Regions from separate parts of the Mus musculus genome. Here region 1 is linked to region 2. The links are chromatin contacts, called in public Hi-C maps. All regions are on one chromosome and are shown on one strand. Each heading gives the region's core, a stretch centred on a gene start, on an enhancer-like site or on the middle of the called end of the contact. The rest is flanking DNA. Distances are from core to core; before and after follow the strand shown. Region 1 overlaps Astn2 (astrotactin 2). Region 2 overlaps Pappa (pregnancy-associated plasma protein A).

What was found. Hi-C and Micro-C count contacts between places; a contact is called where the count stands out from the background.
Region 1: a contact with region 2 is called in a Hi-C map of uterus. The contact joins two enhancer-like sites. A contact is called at or near these places in 3 of 484 Hi-C or Micro-C datasets (embryonic stem cells and uterus).

The regions. Positions count from the first base shown.
Region 1 is chr4:65,475,990-65,478,689 of GRCm38.p6, reverse strand. All of the region lies in intron 19 of Astn2 (astrotactin 2), which reads left to right. Among named protein-coding and RNA genes, the nearest start is that of Trim32, 130 kb to the left of the region's middle. Within about 2 kb of position 1,344, at least 96 of the 459 cell types and tissues checked have an H3K27ac peak or open chromatin away from gene starts, as enhancers often do. A contact at or near this core is called in uterus, where this site is marked.
Region 2 is chr4:65,277,423-65,280,122 of GRCm38.p6, reverse strand. All of the region lies in intron 10 of Pappa (pregnancy-associated plasma protein A), which reads right to left. Among named protein-coding and RNA genes, the nearest start is that of Pappa, 150 kb to the right of the region's middle. Within about 2 kb of position 1,357, at least 32 of the 459 cell types and tissues checked have an H3K27ac peak or open chromatin away from gene starts, as enhancers often do. A contact at or near this core is called in uterus, where this site is marked.

The sequences.
Region 1 (2,700 bases), core at 95-2,594, 200 kb before region 2:
CAGAAGCTCCCGGCCCCTAGCTGCTAGTCTAATTCATTACTTTATCATTTCCTGATTCCTGCCCAATAGAGTATAGCATTCTTGGGAGAAGTGAGAACTAAAGTAGAAGGGCCGTGGTGGGGATGGGCAGTTAGTGAGGAGCAGAATCCTTAGAACTTTGTTGTTAAGAGTATCCTCATGTAGATGCTGCTGCAGGAGAATGGACAAAGGGTGAAACATGGATTCATGGACATTGCCCCAAATTGACAAGAGAATAAGAGGAAGCAATTCCAGAGGCAAAGAGATAGCATAGCACGCTATAAGAACTAAATCCCAGAAGAGTCAAGAGCAGGGAGGACTTCAAAGAGATGGAGCTCATAGACAAGGGTTGGTTTTATGGAAGACAAAGTTGATCCTTCTAATCAGAGACCACATGAAATATTAAGTAGAAATTATTGGTGATGGTAGAGCAAAGAAGAGGGGATCAATTTATCCTGTGTTTTCAGTAAAACATGAATGGGGGGGGGGAATACATGAGGTTGGAGTGAAAGAAAGCCGATTTAGGTTAAAGTACCAAAGTGTTTTGCAGTGTGTGGTCCATTTATATCTGCATCATCATGGGGAGCATGTTAATAATGGAGATGACTGTGCTGACTCCAAAGTTACTCAATCAGGATTTTTTGGGACTAGCCCTAACTGGTTTATTCTCTCTCATTCTCTCTGTCTCTGTCTGTCTCTGTCTCTCTGTCTCTGTCTCTGTCTTTGTCTCTCTCTGTCTTTGTCTCTGTCTCTTTCTCTGTTTATGTGTGTGTCTCTGCCTGTGTCTGTCTGTCCCTGCCTCTCTTCTTCCCCCCGACCCCCGTGTGTGTGTGTGTGTGTGTGTGTGTGTGTGTGTGTGTGTGTGTGTGTGAATGATGTCTATAGGTCCAGTTGTGTAGGGTAATTAGCCACATGATAAGCAAAGGTGGGAGTTAGGGAGTCTCTATTCAGATAGCACAAGCACATGACATTACAGGACGTGTAAAAACTAATGTAAATAATTACCACAGAGATACTACAGCAAGATTTGAATGCCATGTTAGGTAAGGTGTCCCAGGGAGGAGACTACAGTAGAGATGGGATTAAAACAAAGGCCTGAAGGCAGACAAGCACCGGCCTCTTTATGAACTGTTCAGTTGTTTGCCAGGGCAGGATTATGGGGTCTCCTGATCTTGTTTCTACTCCTAGCCACACAACTTTGGAAAGGTCACAGGGCCCTCGCTGCAGGAGTCATCTTGAAAAAGGGCATCTCTCCCTCCTGCTGCCTGGATTGAGCAAGAAGCTGGACACAGGGCGAGGCAGCAGCTGTGAGTCAGACTGCCCCCACACAAGCGCAGGCGCAGGCACGGGCTCCAGCTCTAAGCTTGGGGCCCCAGTTGGGATGGAAGTTCTCCCTTGCTTTCACTATCTGAAAACTGCCTGTACAGCCAAGTGTGGTTCAATGCTGCCTTGTCTCGCTGGGAATGATCTGAGCTATTCATGCCCCTGCTGTGGGTTCCATCCCCCCTTCCTCCTGTACCCTTACCCTCCCTCCCCTTATTTCCCATTTTCTTTTGCTTTCTTCTGCTTGGTGTCGTTTGGTTTCTTTTACTCTACTTTTCCTTTTTTCCCTACATCATTCTGTTATTCCTTTGAAACCTTTTCTTTTCCATGTTTTCTTATTGGCAGTGTGATTCAGGAGACCTACTTAGAACATCAGGGGGTGTCTAGGTCCTTTCAAACTCATTTCCTTTGTGCCTTAATTCCTCCAATTCCCCAGGAAAATAGTGTGATTCAAAGGTGTTACAAAGACAAGGGCCCATCAGCATTTCTCCCAGCATTGTCTATTCCAACTGTACTTTTAAAAATGGATTTTTAAATGGGATCGTTCATAGGGATCTCAGCGTTTAGCTGCTTACTAAAACTCCTCTAAAGTTGTTATAATGTCTGAATACCCTGCCTCCCCATACCAGACCAATTTGATGAGAACTTTCCGGAGAGTGTCCCAGGCTGTAGGATATTTTTTTAAAGCTCCCTCAGCTGATTATCCTATATATTAAGGTAAAGAAGCATCCCTTTACAAACAGCTGCCTTTTGTTAAGGGCAAAGAGACAAGGACACTGCGGCCCAAAAGAGGTAAAGGGTCATATCCAGAATGAGTCAGTGTGGACAGAACTAGAACCAATCCTCTTGCCATCTCTGTCCCCTTGGCCCCACATCTGAATCACCTTAAGCAAATGCCAGGGCCTCAGGAGAGCAGCCTCCTGCCTCTGCCAGGGCCTGGCGTTAGAGGAGAGCCCCAAACACAGCCCCATTAAGCCAGGCAGGGCCTTCCGGGAATCACTGCTGGCTCTGGCTTAGAAAACAAACAAGAGTTCTTTGGCTTTTGTTGGCTGCATCCTGGAGTTGGGGAGCTCAGAGGAGAGCACCTAAGGACGCAGGTTTGCTGCTCTTCTTGGAGACAAAGTGGGGCTGCCAGAAGCAAGACCAGAGACAGGTGGGCAGCGTGCAAGGGGGTGGGGGAGCTGAGGGGAGGTGTGTGAGTCAGGAGTGCATGCCTCCCACAGATGCTGCCAGCAGGCCTCCAGAGAGAATGCACCACACATAGAAGCTAATGCCTACAGGGGAGGGAATGTGGGGCCAGATCTCAGCCTGGGTGGCAGCTTAGTAAATGACTGCACCCAGACCTGCTTCCACACAGAC
Region 2 (2,700 bases), core at 108-2,607:
GGAGGGGGAAGTTGCCTTTCTTTCAGTCTGATGATTTACTGTCTGGTGTGGGCAGACAGTCAACCAAAGAAGCTGGACAGGGAGAGGCTACCTGCACTGTTCTAAAGTTCTGGAACTAACAGCAGATCTAGAGGCCTCTGCCTAGGAGACAATTCTCAATGAGAACTTGGCTTTGGAAGTTCTCCAGCCTTGGGTCTCTGTTTGGGACTGATTAGCACCTCATTGTCCCCAGGGAAATGTTATGCATTTCACACTCCTGAGAGATCCAATGCCAGCAAGGCCTACTTCTCCACAAGAAGTGAACTGTTTGTGATGTGTGGTGCAAGCCCCTGATCGATCAAATGGCCACAAGGAAAAGGTGGGCTTTCCCAAAGAATTTCTTTAAGATAACTTTCTCTGCTCCTTGCTAACAAGGTTTACTGGTGGGTTAACTAAATCTCATAGATGAGCTATATCTCTGAACCATTATTATGGTTACATTGGGCCGTATCTGTTCATTCACTCACTCCTTTCTTATATATAAGCTTCAGATTTCTGATGGACAGAAATGGGCATCTCACTCTTCTAAGGCAAACGCTGCTATTGGAATCTAAGACCGCATGGGAACACACCAGAGCTTCTTTCATAACATTTACTGGCCAGCTTCTGTGTGTCAAGTTTAGTGTTCATGTTCCTGGGGACTCTGCCAACAACATATCTTCTTTGGTGCCTTGGGACTCGGAAGTGGGGGGAAAAAAAAGCATGCCAGGACCATGCCTGTCAGGAGCAGGTGGTAAAAGTCTGGATATGATTTCTGTTAGACTAAGACAATTTTCTATTCCAGGTCCATTCTACAGGGGAGGAAATCAAGTTTCACACAGTGTAAATGATGCTGATCAAAAAAGCTGGTGACAATAACGGAATGACAAGGTTATCACATCACTCTTCTCTCTTCCATTCTTCCCTTGAGCAGGGTAGATTTGTGGTCTGGTTTTCCAGCTAGGGAGAGTAAGCAATCACAACGGCAATGACAGCAATAATCAACACAATTCCAGTTCACAACTAAAGGCACATGAAATGTTAGTTCTCATGGATCCATATCACAGGGTGGATGTGCACGTCCCACTCTACAAAAGAAGAACCAGGCAATAGCCTAAAACTATTTTGGACATCGGCTTTTAGAACGCTAGGTAGGGGCTCAGGATTCTCCAGCTAGTAAATCCTCTAACAAGGGAGAGTGATTAGTGTCGGATGTGGTGGTGGGCTTTTGTGCAGCTGACAACTGCAGCCATGAAAAGCCAGTCCAGGCTCATTTCACAGAGGCCCTCACAGGCTGCCCCTGGCTCCTAATTATGCCATTCACCAGTCACCCAGGCCTGCCTCTGAACTCCTGACCCAGTACTGAAAGACTCAGGATCTCATTACTAATCTCTTAAACCACCTAGTTCTCCAAAATACATCCATTTAAGCTAGAGGCCAAGGCTTCCGCAGGGTGGGAGGTGGGGAGAGGGAAAGCCCAGCTCTGGAGCGTCTTGTGGCATGACCGTGATCTCTTACTGGAGCCCCTGTCCCAGTTCATAAAGCAGCTGGTATGGCTGGGTGACTCAGTACAAGGCAGGCCTTGCGAAGGGTAAGTGACTGGGCTATACTAGTGCATTTGGGCCCACCTGTTTCTAATTTCAGGGGTGCAGATGGGGGACAAGGCCTGTGTTTTCTTTAATTATTATTGTTGTTGTTGAAAAGGAAGGGAAAAAAAAGAGCAGAAACTGCTAACATCTGGAGACTGCTCTTCAGTTCATGTGCTCTCCCACAGTAGAGCACAGGATCTCCAGCAAGATGATTGGTAGGTGAGTCCAAGGCTCATGTGCCACTTTCAGGAGTAAGATGCCGGAAGAATAAGGACAGTAAGGTGAGGGACTCCCCTGTGTTCCTAGGAGAGAGGGGGAATGCTATGGGTCTCCAGATATCCCAGGTTTCTTTGGAAGAATCAGTTTTCCCTCTCTTGTGCTGAAAATAAAACCTTTCTCCTATATTTATTCTGTTTCATTAATTTACTTATTCAGCTAACACTTCCTTAGCTCTTATTACGCACTAATATCTTTATTCCCATGGTATATGTGAAAAAATAAACCCCAAAGGAAAATAACAATAGAGAATCCCCACACCTCTTTCTAATAAGTGACTCCTAAACCCATGGAAAGATTATAGTAAAGAATTAAGTGAGTTGGAATGTACAGAATAACAGGTTGGTTCTGGGTTCAAGGTTCATGTAGACTGAGGGATGGGGAGGGACAAGTAAGGGACTGAAACGAACTATGCCTGAAGCCAGATCTGAAGTGTAAATTTTCTGTGTCAAGTAGACTCTAGAGATAAAAAAGGTTTGAGAAGGAAAAAAAAACTGAGCCACAGATGAGCCATGACAAAACCAGTTTTCCAGATGTTGTCAGTTGCATAAGCATGAAGGAGAAAGGTCAAGAGGCTGTGCCTTATTCCGCATACAGCTCCCAACATAATATTTTTGAAAAAAGTTAATATTTCTGATCTGTCTTCTTTTATGTTCATATAAAAAGCAAATTTCAGAAATTCTACGTGATGATACATGACTGGTATATATTGCATAAATAGATAAAACATCAGTATATACTGATTGTATCAGAGCACATGGTCTCTGTTTACTTTAACCAGAATAGACACTAGACATTAGAAAGGAAAAATAGATGC